2 separate regions of the Mus musculus genome follow, and region 1 is linked to region 2. The links are chromatin contacts, called in public Micro-C maps. All regions are on one chromosome and are shown on one strand. The core of a region is the stretch at or near the end of the contact, and the rest is flanking DNA. Distances in the headings are between cores, read along the strand shown.

The links. Hi-C and Micro-C count contacts between places; a contact is called where the count stands out from the background.
Region 1: a contact with region 2 is called in a Micro-C map of embryonic stem cells, with 2.8 times the contacts expected there. The contact joins the promoter of Plxnd1 here to the enhancer-like site in region 2. A contact is called at or near these places in 28 of 39 promoter capture datasets (the 3T3-L1 cell line, 3T3-L1-derived adipocytes, the C10 cell line and 17 more), 6 of 15 datasets of contacts at CTCF or cohesin (the G1E-ER4 cell line, the NIH/3T3 cell line, embryonic stem cells and 2 more), 159 of 484 Hi-C or Micro-C datasets (2-cell-like embryonic stem cells, the 3T3-L1 cell line, 3T3-L1-derived adipocytes and 89 more), 41 of 115 datasets of contacts at active chromatin or transcription factors (the 230-238 cell line, the HPC-7 cell line, the SCID.adh cell line and 26 more) and 4 of 9 other capture datasets (adipose tissue, embryonic stem cells, liver and 1 more).

What each region holds. Positions count from the first base shown.
Region 1 is chr6:115,991,486-115,997,736 of GRCm38.p6, reverse strand. Plxnd1 (plexin D1) reads left to right here and starts at 2,732. Exons shown (of 36, transcript NM_026376.3): 1 at 2,732-4,248. The coding sequence starts at 2,932.
Region 2 is chr6:115,884,579-115,891,365 of GRCm38.p6, reverse strand. It overlaps Ift122 (intraflagellar transport 122), which reads right to left. Exons shown (of 29, transcript NM_001167763.1): 9 at 4,266-4,457; 10 at 4,001-4,139; 11 at 2,443-2,645; 12 at 765-902. Among named protein-coding and RNA genes, the nearest start is that of Ift122, 34 kb to the right of the region's middle. Within about 2 kb of position 4,250, at least 67 of the 459 cell types and tissues checked have an H3K27ac peak or open chromatin away from gene starts, as enhancers often do. A contact at or near this core is called in the AtT-20 cell line, the Ba/F3 cell line, the C2C12 cell line and 22 more, where this site is marked.

The sequences.
Region 1 (6,251 bases), core at 1,483-3,982, 110 kb before region 2:
GTGGCCATGGCCAGAGCCTAGGGATCACTTTTCAAGGCCTTCCCACAGGAGTTGACCAGGGACAACACCACATGCCAAGCTGGAAACCAGCTCCCCTAGCTGGAAGCAGGCAGGAACTTAAACGACGACGGTTCTGAGTAAATTCTAGAAGGTGTAAGCTTGTGGTGCTGACCGAGCTTGAAACCCTCTTTCTATTCGGCAGGGACAGTGACAAATGCTAGATGCTAGAGAGTCATTAAAGACGCGTTAGCCCCAGACAGAGACTTCTTGATGGAATCAGGAACCAGGAGCAGGAGGGGAAGGGCCCAGTCATCAGTCGCTGGCAGCCGAATGGCTGGATGTGGGTATAACTACCTCCGTCAGTGTGCTGGGTGCCATCTACCTGTCTCCCAATGGATACCCAATTTTATTTATTTATCCTGGGAGGACCCCCAGAATCTCAGCAAGGACTTCCCTCCCCACTCCCTCCTCACATCTCTGCCCACCCAGGAGTAACCTTGGTCTTAGAGAGAAAACTGAGTTCCAGTCCTATTGCTGATGCCTCAGTTTCTCCGTCTGTGAAATGGGCTCAGTGACCCCTGTTTTGTCTTCTGGTGCAAAGAAGGTTGTGAGATAGTGGTGGCAGAACTGTGGGTGGTGTTTACCCCCAGATAACCCATTAACTACTATGGGATTCAAGACATAAAACAGGCAGGAGCCATGATCTATTGCCTCCTCCTGCCCTTCCTCCCGACTTTAGCAGGGGCTGTGGGGCCATGACTCAACCTAGCAGTAGTGTGCTATTATATGGTCCACAGGAAACAGGCTCAGAGAGGGCAAGCACCTTGCTGGAGGCCACACTATAATTCCTACTTCAGTTTATGTGAATATATTCAGACCCTAGAATTCAGGTCCCAAACGCTGAAGGTGGGGTGATGGCAGAAATCTACCAGCTTAGCAGGAAGTTTGTCCACAATACACAAAACAATCCATCTGGCCAGCTAAACCGAGATGTCATAAAGCATTATCCTCGAGGCTCAGTGGGGGGAGCTGCAGGATGCGGCAAGAAAGCAAGAGAGGGACAGGAAGGAAGCAAGGAGGGGGTGGGGAGAGGATGGAGAATGAGACCAGAGATACTGTGTGAAGACAGAGGGTAGAGAGAGGGAGAGAGACAGAGAGGGAGGGCAGAGGAAGACAAGCCTATAATCTGTGCTGGGGCTGTCCAGTGGAGTGGAGGGCCTGTGGCTCACAGGGAGAGCATGACTCGGGCCTTCCCCAAACAGAGGTAGAGGCAAGTCCCCTGGGTGCTCAGTTGGGGGTGGAGGCAGGACATAAGTCTCCAATTTCCTGCCAAGGAACACTCCTGACCATCAAAGCCAAGGCCATGAATGGGCTGGAACATGGCAGGCAAGCCGGCAGGCAGGCACAGGGACAGGAAGGTTGGGGTGGGGGCCAGGGAAATGGGGATGGCTGGGCTCTGAGCCCTTGCTGCTGACCCTTCAGGCACAGGGAAAGCCCCTCCCCATCCTTCCTTCCTATCTGGTGGGAGCAAGGTCACCCTCTGAGAGAGGGCCACTAGGCCTCAAGTGACAGCTGCAAGCTGCTAGGAGACCCTGACTGAGAACTTGTAGCTGGAACTGTGGCTTCAAACAATGGGTCTGTGTCCCACCTTCCCCCTTAGCGGTGTATTTTGGGCTTTACTTCTGGGGCCTCAGTTTCCATGCACGGAAAGTGGGTTGAGTCTTTGTAAGGAGGTTAGCATTTGGTGTGGTCCTATGTGGGCACTCCCATGCTATGGAGAGGATCACCTGGGTTTCTATGACCTTAGGAAAATGACTCCTTGCCTTTATCCCAGGGCCTACCTGTTCCTTTGAAGGTCAAAGGAGTCCGGTGCCCAGTGCCAGCTCATATGTGGAATGACTTTAGGTTTCTCAGAACCTTGGCCTAAGGGCAAGGTCCTGGGGGTCTGCGGGGTTTGGCTCTATCCAGAAAGTAAGGCCCTGTGTCTGGTGTTCTGCTCAGCCCAGCCTGCCCTTGCAAGAGGAATGAACTTCCTCTCAACACAGTTTCCTACTTTTGCTGTGGGATTGTCAAGTTTGTCCCCGGAGCCTGCTGCTTGCAAACTCCTTTTACAGAGCAGTTCGGGGAACAGACCATAGGTTAGCCAGGGGCCTGATGTCCCTGGTCTGGCTGGTCTTTAGAGTGAGGCTTGGAGAACATAGGGGGTGTGAGCGGGGGGGGGGGGGGGCGGGGGGGGCGGGGAGGGGGACTGTGGCCAGAAGGGGCAGGCGGTTGAGGGGAAATGGAGGGCTTTAGGGGCAAGGAGAGGAAAAGAGTAGAGAGGGAGAGCAGCGGGAACAGAAAGAAAAAAAAAAAAAAGGAAACGCAGATGAGGGAGAGGGAGTGACGCGGGAGAGACACGGGGCGGAGTTGACAGGATCGGAGTAGGGGAGTCCGAGAGATTGAAAGAGCGAAACTCTGAGAGGCGGTGGAAGGCAAACGGGAGCCCAGAAACAGAACAGAGAAGGTACTAGAGCGAGGAGAAAGAGAGGAAGGATAACAAACAAGCGAGAGGAAGACATTCCAGGAGCTGGCCAGGAACCAGGAAAGAGGCAGGCAACTTGCGACTGCCCGGGTATCGGCCACCAGTGACCTCGGACCGCGGGGCGTGGCCCAGAGGCGTGGCCGGGGGCGTGGCCCGGGGCGAAAGGGCGTGGGCCAAGCTGCTGGGGCGGGGAGATGGGCTGTGGGCGTGGTCTCCACGGAGCCGCCCCCGGGCTGAGCGCCTCGCCAGAGTCGGGCCGGGGCGCCGGGGCCGGGGGCGGCAGGCGCGGGCAGGAAGCGCCTCGCGGCCCGGGCCCCCCCCCCGCCTCTCGCCGCCTCCGAGCTCCCGGCTCCCGGCCGCGCCGCGCCCCATGCACTCGCCGCGCCGCGCAGCCCGCGCTCGCCTGGATGGCTCGTCGCGCCGCGGGCGGCGCACCCCCTAGCGCCCGGGCCGCCGCGGCCGTCCCCTTGCGTCCGCGCCCTCACTCGCGGGGCCCTGGTCTGCTGCCGCTGCCTCTGCTGCTGCTGCTCGGGGCGGCACGGGCCGGCGCCCTAGAGATCCAGCGCCGTTTCCCCTCGCCCACGCCCACCAACAACTTCGCCCTGGACGGCACGGCGGGCACCGTGTACTTGGCGGCAGTGAACCGCCTGTACCAACTGTCGAGTGCCAACTTGAGCCTGGAAGCCGAGGCGACCGTGGGTCCCGTGCCGGACAGCCCGCTGTGTCACGCCCCGCAGCTCCCGCAGGCCTCGTGCGAGCACCCGCGGCGCCTCACGGACAACTACAACAAAATCCTGCAGTTGGACCCGGGCCAGGGTCTGGTGGTCGCGTGCGGCTCCATCTACCAGGGTCTGTGCCAGCTGAGGCGCCGGGGCAACATCTCAGCCCTGGCCGTGAGCTTTCCGCCTGCCGCGCCGACCGCAGAACCGGTCACCGTGTTCCCCAGCATGCTCAACGTGGCCGCCAACCACCCCAACGCGTCCACTGTGGGACTGGTGCTGCCGCCTACCTCGGGCACCGGGGGCAGCCGTCTGCTCGTGGGCGCCACGTACACCGGCTTCGGCAGCGCTTTCTTCCCGCGCAACCGTAGCCTAGAAGACCACCGCTTCGAGAACACGCCCGAGATCGCTATCCGCTCCCTGGACGCGCGTGGAGACTTGGCCAAGCTCTTCACCTTCGACCTTAACCCGTCGGACGATAACATCCTGAAGATCAAGCAGGGCGCCAAGGAGCAGCACAAGCTGGGCTTCGTGCGTGCCTTCTTGCACCCGGCGGTGCCACCGCACAGCGCGCAGCCCTACGCGTACCTGGCGCTCAACAGCGAGGCGCGTGCGGGCGACAAGGACAGCCAGGCGCGCAGCCTGCTGGCGCGCATCTGCCTGCCCCGCGGCGCGGGTGGCGACGCCAAGAAGCTCACCGAGTCCTACATCCAACTGGGCTTGCAGTGCGCGGGCGGCGCGGGCCGCGGCGACCTCTACAGCCGCCTCGTGTCGGTTTTCCCCGCGCGCGAGCAGTTCTTCGCTGTCTTCGAGAGGCCCCAGGGCGCCCCAGGTGCCCGCAACGCCCCGGCCGCGCTTTGCGCCTTCCGCTTCGACGACGTGCAGGCTGCCATTCGTGCAGCGCGCACCGCCTGCTTCGTGGAGCCGGCGCCCGACGTGGTGGCGGTGTTGGACAGTGTGGTGCAGGGCACCGGGCCGGCCTGCGAGAGCAAGCGCAACATACAGGTAAGCCATAGACCTGAGGGGCGTGTGCGGGGATACAGTATGCACGCAGATATCCCAGAGGATTGGTTACTGCCAGCGGTGCTGGCCCGGGAGCGTACTGGGTCACAGGTGCGCACACCTAAGTGGGGAGGTCTAGGTTGTCAAGGTACCCAGGTGTTCCCCGAAGACAGCGCACCTACAAATCAGCTCTGCAGGTGGGGGCCACAGGTGTGTGCTGAACTGAGAGAGGGGAGTGACACCAGGAGAGTGTTTAGGGAGAGTGCAGGTGCCCTTAGGACATACCTCTGCACCCTGGCAGATGTGTGATGGGTGTGGCACCTGGCACTGAAGATAAAGGGCATGTGGGTCGGAAGGGCTGAGTATGTGACAGGGACACCCATCGGAGATCCCAAGAGTGTAGACCTGCAGGGATGTAAACTCCCAGTGGGAGCCCGTGCCAGGGGACACTGTTATTTGGGAAGTGATTGGTTCCCTAGTGAGGCCACCTGGTTGGCAAACAGGTGTGTGCTCAAGGCCACCTCAACAAATAGCAAATGAGCAGCTAGCAGGTGGTGTGGCAGACCTGTGATCACAAATGCTGTGGGTTTTTAACTTAAGCCAGCCATTCTCAACATGTGGGTTGTGTGTGACCCCTTTGGAGCCAGACAACCCTCTCACAGGGGCTGCATTATCCTGCATATCAGATATTTACTTTGTGATTCATAATGGTAGCAAAATTACAATTATGAAGTAGTAACAATGAATTCATTTTATGGTTGGGGGGTGGTGGTCTTACCCAGCCTTAGAAAGGTTGAGAACCACAGACCTAGTGTGTGGTGTGTCAAATGTCTTCAGCAAGTGTGTTCTCATCCCTTTGTACATACAGATGAAGAAATGGGTGTAAGTTTTAAGGGATGCACAAACAGCTGAAAAGGAGCAGAGGTGGGGCTTGCTTGAACACAAGTTGTTTGGCCCCCTCATGTGTTCATGGTGCTGGGGCTTTGCGGCCTTACAGATGTGGAATGGGGGCATCCAGGCAGTCTGGCCGGACAAATGGAAGATGGAAAAGGAGTGAATCTTTGGTGGAGAACTATAGGGCTGAGGGTGAGGCGGGGCCTCAGGGTGGGCAGTAGCAAGAGAGCCAGGCTAGGGGATCCCCAAGTGAATTGGCCTTGGGTACAGCCAGTCCCCTCTAAGAATTTCACAACAGAACTCATTTTCTTTCAACCCCAAAATGACACTGAGTTTACAAAGGGCTAAGCCCAGCCTTCTGGGCTCACTGAGGCTCCCTGCCTTGTCCCTCTCTCTCTGTGGTCCTCAGGGGTAGCAAGACTATACCGTGGGCGTGCCCAACACTGGGGCTTTGAGCAAGCACAGATTCCTTCTCTTGGCAAAGACTCCCTCAGCCGCCTACCACCCTGCCGACTGACCCCTCACAAGAAAGGTCATAGCGGGTGAGAGGCAGAAGGACTGTCTGAAGTTTGTGGCGCTGCTACCCAGCAGGGTCAGGCCCTGTGCAGTTCTGGGGTGAGGACAGCCACTGTTCTTCTCTCCGGAGCCTTGCCATGGCTGTGCCTTGGCTGCATCTGAAGGCTGAGAGAGTAGGAAGAGGGAAGCTCTGTGGGCAAGGGAGGCAGCCCTTCGTGGGCCCCTGGCTGATGAAGGGTTCTGTGGGATTCCTCAGGCCGCTTCTCCCCTCCCCCTCCAGTTAGATGTGTCCTGATTCCCACGGTCCTTGGTGCCCCCCTGGGCCGGCACAGTGACTCACCCAGCTGAAGGCAGCTGGATTGTCGTCCTCCCTATGGGGGCAGGGCCTCTACAGGGAAATTAGCCCCAGGGCAGTGTAGTTAAGGCCTGCCCCTCACTCCAAAGCCACACAGTCTCTCTGCTAGCGCTCTTCTAGGTTCGTCTGCTGTGTTCTCCCCAATGCCCAGCTGTGGACACAGGCTAGGGCCCCCTGGCAGGAGGACCTGCAGCAGGCCACGGTGCTTGCTGTCCTTTCCAAGCTGCTGCTGGCTCCCCTA
Region 2 (6,787 bases), core at 3,001-5,500:
AGCGCGTGAGAAGGAATGTGGTCCCAGGTTAACCTGACCCCAAAGCCATGCTCTCAGCCTCCCATGAGACCTGACAGCTGACTGAGGAAGCTGCAGACTATCCCGCACTGGGGTGCCGCTGCTTGTCAGCTCCTACTGAGCTCATGCTCCGCAACTTCCGTCCCCAGCAAAGACCTGACAAGCTTCAGCCACAGCCATCTGCCACACAGCTTGGCTCTCAGGCTAATGCAGTTATATTTTCACTTTCAAATTTCTATGTAGCCCACATAGAAGTTTCTTATTTTAAGCAAAGAATGTAGATGAACACACAGAGAATCTGTTCAACTTCTTGTAGCCTAGATTTCCTAATCGATTTGTCCAAACAGTCCAGTTTCCTTTTTGGTTCTAGTAACACCCTAAGGACTAGCAGCATCTAGGCCCCAGACAGGAATACTGATTAATCCAGGCACTGCCTAATAAGGCTCTGACCTCGTGCACAATCTCCGCCTGCCTCTCCAGCAATCCACTAAAGCTGTGTCTCCAACAAATCCCACCTTCGGGGTGACCTTAAGCACACTGATCCCTGCTACGTGCAGCTTGAAAGCCATGGCACCCACTCTGCCAGGGGTGAGCATGCTGTGAGTCTGAGGGCCACAGCCATTTGGCCTGGAGCTGTCTTTATGAAAGCAAACGCCAGGCTGTCTACAACCCATAGCACATCATCCCAGACAGGAAACCCGTGCCTGCCCGGACAGCAAGCTCGATGGTAGTGCAGGAAGACTCACCTGGCCGTTTTTCAGGCCTACCAACAGACCTTCTCTTCCAGCAGGGCCACCGATCACCTTGATGTAGCGGATGAGAGATTCCATCTGCCATTCCCTTTCCTTCACTCCACTGAAGGACAGGCACTGTAGCCGTTTCTCCTAGGAGACATCCCAAGCTCAGCGTGGAGGGTCAGAGAAAGAGTGCTTGCAGCCCTCCTGGGGAAACCGTCCTACACCAGCAGTGGTGATCTAACGCTGGCTCTTCCCCGACCCTGCCACCACCAATCCACCACAAGCCGCCTCAGGGGCCATCTTCAACATGGGCCTCCAGAGCCAGCAGCAGGCCACCAATCCCCCACAACTCTTCTCTATTGTGGCAGCCCTAAGTGGCAAGAGGCTTGGGACCCTCACACAGGTTTTGATACTAGTTTTACACTAGAATGGCTCCTAAACAAGGTCTTCCTTTTTATCTTTTCTAACAGGCCTGGAAAGATCAGGTGCACCCACAGTAGTCTTTCCAAAACTCCTCGTGGCACTGACCTAGGGACTTTTAGAGATCTATGACTGGGGGAAAACTTTCCTTTTGAAAAACCAAACCAAACCAAACCCCTCTTAGAGTAGTGGTTCTCAATGTGTGGGTCATGACCCCTTTGGTATGCATATCCTGCATATACCAGATACTCACAGTAGTAAAACTACAGTTATGAAGTAGCATAGAAATAATTTTATGGTTGGAGGTTACCACAACATGAGAAATGGTCTCAGAGGGTCACAGCATTAGGAAGGTTGAGAACCACTGCCTTAGAGACTTTTTTTTTTTTTTTTTGGTGGTACAGATCTATAGTTCCAAGTCCTCTGGAGGCTGGGGCAGGAGCATTGCAAGTTCAAGACTTGCCTGGGCTACAGAATGAGTTCAAGGACAACCTGGTAAACTTCGTAAAACCTAGTCTTAAAAAAGGTGGTGGGGAGAGAAGCTTGGAGATATGGTTCCACTGCAGAGGGCTGTCCTACTGTAGGCAAGGGCCTGGGTTCATTCCTAGTGCCTCAAGAGAAGGAAGGAAGGAAGGAAGGAAGGAAGGAAGGAAGAGAGAAAGAGAGAAAGAAAGAGAGAAAGAAAGAAAGAAAGAAAGAAAGAAAGAAAAGAAAAGAGAAGAGAAGAGAAGAGAAAGAGAGAGAGAGAGAGAGAGAGAGAGAGAGAGAGAGAGAAAGAAAGAAAGAAAGAAAGAGAGAAAGAAAGAAAGAAAGAGAAGAGAAAGAGAGAGAGAGAGAGAGAGAGAAAGAAAGAAAGAAAGAAAGAAAGAAAGAAAGAAAGAAAGAAAGAGAGAAAGAGAGAAAGAAAGAAGAGAATTCTCTTAGGAGGTAAAACTTGCACTTATGAAAATGTACCCTAGATGAGTGACAGGTATGACACACGCCTTCACCTCAGCTCAGGAGGTGAACTGGGGGTCGTGAGCTTGAGGCCAGCCTGAGCAACTTAGTAAAGCACTATCTCCAAGCAAAGCTGCAGCGTGAGACTCTTTACAACACACCTAATGCCAGTGCAGCCACATGCTCCAGAGTCCACAGTCATCCCATCCGCAGACCTCATCTCTCTAAAGACAAGATTCAGCTAGATGCCAAGGACCGGCCACTGAGTTGTGACCATCTTCTTTCCCTGAGGTAGAGCCCTGCCCTGGGGGAGGAGGGATGAGCTGCCCACCTGGCACAGGATGATGTGGTCAGCACACACCACCAGCAGGTTGCACTCAAACTTCTTGACAATTTTCTCCTTTACCCGGTAGTGCATGTCTGTCGAGTCTTCAGAGTACAGCTCGTAGATGAGGATCTTCTCTGGCAGCTGGATAGCTAATCGATTTTTGTAGATGGCAATTTTCTTGACAAGCTCTCTGCACTTAATCCTAACTGTCAACGGAGGAAAAGAGACTCTAGCAAAAGGTTGTTAAGTAAGGTGAAAGGCAGAGAAATTAAAAGCCATCATTTATTTATTTAATGCTCCTGACAATTAAAGTGACACACTCTCGTTACAAAAATCTTTAACGGGAGCCGGAGAGACAGCTCAGTGTTCAAGAGCACTGCTGCTCTCTGAAGACCTGGGTTTCATTCCCAGTATCCATCTTAACTCCAGTTCCTGAGGATCTGTTGCCCTCTTCTGGCCTCCTCAAGTACTGCACACACATGGCACACAGACATGCAGGCACTCAGACATACACTTAAGAGTAAAACTAGGTCAGTCTGCTAACAACTCTCCCCAGAGCACCTGCCACATGGAGGCCTCTGTGCTGAGTGGGGTGCAGAGCTACATATGCTACCATTTCAGGGAGAAACAGAGCGGTCAAGCAGTCAATGCTACCGACACTTGTCCTGCATGGCTGAGGACATCTAGACTCATTCTGCACAGCAAAGAAGGCCCCTAGTGATCGGGAGCCCACCAAAATGACACATCTCATAGCCAGCCACACCCCTGCAACCTTCCCGACCACAGGGACTTCTATGTGGCAAGCTCTGCCTCTCTACAGACCAAGTGGGGTAAACACCATGGAGGATGTGCTGAGCTGTCCCAGTGGCTACATTCCTGCCACCTAGATGGAATTTCCAAAATAGATCTACCCTGGCAGGGACAAAAGAAGCCATCCTGAATCTACAGGGTGGTCCCCAACTGGAACCCCTATGCAAAGCCACCTGGCTATATCTGGTCAGCAGCATACAAATAGCATATGTGCTCAGCACATCCAGGGATGGACACCGCTGAGTGGAACTTGACCTCTTTCAGCTGCAGAGCTATTTATGTGAACAGAAGGGAACTGTCACATTTAGACTGGGCGAGGTTGGATCCCAGATCCCCTGACAAAGCCTGAGCCTATCTACTGCCCCTACAAGTCTAGTAGAAGGACCACCAAGAAGTGAGTAGAGGCTGAGGGGAAAGTATGCCAAAGTGGCTCTGACAGATATGGGTAAATGTCCACAAAGCCTCATGCACATCAGCCATTACAACTCTGACTTGTCAGCCTCCATGTCTCATGGAGTCCATTTTACACCATGGAATTATTTGTAAAATGTAAAGAGTTGGTGCTTTTAAAAAACAAAACAGGTTTTACTGCTTTTGCTAGATCCTCAAAGAGATCTTCATCCTCCTTCTACTGCTAGAAGCTAAAGCAAGGCCAGGGGAGATATTTCCTATTATTTCGAATGTGCTGTCCCTAGCCCAGTCCTCACCCCTTTTGCTAGTGTCTATAAGCAAGGGCAAGCTTGCCTCTTACCTTTCTGCTCTGTGATGAGGTGCTGCACGATGACGTCTGTCATGCTGTCCCTGTAGGCATACCGATCTTTGTAGAGCCCATGGACTGTGCTGAAGATGAGCTGGTAGAAGGAGATGGTGCCATCCTGGCAGCCGACCACCTGTGTACAGGAGAGCTGTCAATCTAGGCTGAGGGGAGGAGCCATCTCCCTTCCACCTATTAGGAGCACTGGCTGCCTGGGGCCTCCTCTAGCAATGCTCTGCAGGGTGAACTTCCTCTTACTCACCACATAATTGGAGTCAGGTTTCACTCTACAGGTCCACACCCAGGAGTTCTGCTCCCCAACGGTCCCCAGTCGCACTCCATCCTTGGTGAAAAGAGATACCTGCTTGTCTGAACCTCCCACCAAAATGTACTCTCCTTTAGTGAAGTAGCTGATGCAACAGGGGTCAAAGTTCAGTGGCCGATCCTTCCCAATCTGAGGAAAGAGAACATACAGCAAGTGAGACCAGTCTACAACCACAACCAGGAAGGGCTTCCTCGCCAACATTAGCCGGGTAGGGAGACCGGTAGGAAGGCAAGGGGGTGGGGGCTGCCTCTCCTGAGCTATTCCATCTCCTACGCAGGCCTCTCCACCTCTGGAGCCCACTCTTCCCCTCAACCCTGCCGAACCCTTGGCCCCTAAAGTCTGCCATGCCTGACCTAAGTACTGGGAAGTTAGCCAGCCCTCCTCAGCCATCCTGGAGGCCGGGGAGTCTTTCCCTCGCTCACCCAGCACACATGGCCGTCAGCCTACCCCAGCCTCTTCTCTGTTTATGTTCTGAGCTTATTCACTTGAAAAGACTGCCCTTTATTCTTTATTCAATTTAAGAAAAATGACCCTAAAAACCTAGTTTTTGCTTTAAGGTTTAGGGTCAATTTACAAATGTTTTCCTATTTATAAATCTAGTAAAAGTGAGCAGTCAATTGATGCTGACAGTTTAATGAAGGCAATTTGAACACATAAAACCACTGAAGGAGTCAGCTCCAACTGCAACTTAGTTAATTCCCTTCAACTAATTTAAACTGCAATTATAAATTTAGTATGTTCACTTTTCTTTCCTTTTTAGGAATTTCCAATGCCTAACAACCGAAAGCTTCCCTCCTACCTCCCAACGCTACAAAGTCTAATAAGAAAACCCTGGCACCTGTCATGGCATTGAGGCTGAAGCTACTGGCTGAGGCCTCGGACTCCTCTTCCAAGTAACAACCATCAACTCTAGACCAACTACAAGGACCAGCTGAAGGGACAAGTGACCAAAGCAGGCAGAAACTGAGCGAGGGGAACAGCCTCAGGCAAGAGGCTCTCAACACAGCTCCTTTTTGGATGGGCATAGAGTCTGAGATAGGCTGTTGTAGGTGAGGTGGGCTGTTGTAAGTGAGGTGGGTTGTTGTAGGTGAGGTGGGCTGTTGTAGGTGAGGTGGGCTGTTGTAGGTGAGATGGGCTATTGTAGGTGAGGTGGGCTGTTGTAGGTGAGGTGGGCTGTTGTAGGTGAGGTGGGCTGTTGTAGAAAGGAAGGCTAGAAGGAAGCATTCACACCCAAGCTCTGCTCACCACTGGAAACCTTTAGCTATGACCCACATGACTCACAGGTGAAGCCAAAGACCTGTTCTAGGATCTCAGCTGCTGCTCATTGAAAATACATAGCAGAGCACAGCAAAGCTAACCACCTGACCTCTCGCCCTCACTCTCTCTCTCTTCTTCTCTCCCTTCCCCACCCTCCACACTTGCCTTTAGGGGAACCTGAGAGAAATTAGTTTCTATGGTATACAATTTACAATTCCCGGAATATAATTTTTTTTAAAAAGCAGGGCAATATGGAGTTGGAGGGATGGCTCAGAGGTTAAGAGCACTAGCTGCTCTTGCAGAAGACCTGGGTTTGGTTCTCAGGACCTACATGGTAGCTTACTGACTAACTTGACAGACTTCTAGTATCTGTCTGGTCAGGTCCCAAACTAGCTGTGGTCACATTCTAAACCTGTTCTTAAGACCAGTGGCCTCTCAAGACCTCCGTTTTCTTACACGTTCAGCAATGGTGGTAGCAGTTCCTCTGGAGTAATTGGGGACTAAAAGAGCCTGTCCTGTACACAGCAAAACAGTATCTGCACCAAGGAACGCCACGGCCTCGTCAAACTACAAATGTCTAAAAAGCCAAAGTTACACAAATGTTACCTAAGCCTGACAAAAACTTTGGCTTTGTTTTAGCAATCCTTGTGGAAAAAATACTTCAAAACCAAGAAATAACTTCACTGTCCCAAACAAATTGGAGTTATCATCTGTACCATGGTTTGGACTTTAAATAACTCTCAGAAACTCTGTCAAAGGCTTAGTCCCCAGCTAATGGCATTATGGAAAGAAGGATAAAGTTTAAGGAGTGAGGCCTAGTTGAAAGAAACATGTCCCTGGACATGTCCTCTTAAAAGCATATTGCAGGGACTGGAGAGACCTGTTAAGAGCACTGACTGCTCTTCCAGAGGTCCTGAGTTCAATTCCCAGCAACCACATGTTGGCTCACAACCATCTGTAATGGGATCTGATGCCCTCTTCTGGTGTGTCCTCACATACATAAAGTAAATAAATCTTAAAAAACAAGCAAACAAACAAACAAACAAACAAACAAAAAAAGGCATATTGGAAATTCTCAAAGAACTAGTGCTCCAATCTGGGCTTCAATCCCATGCTCCACCATTTTCCAACTGTGGTTCTTACTGCTCGGGTCTTGCTCTCCCACTTCTGAAAGTCCCTAAAGTCTCTTCTCACAGTGCTGA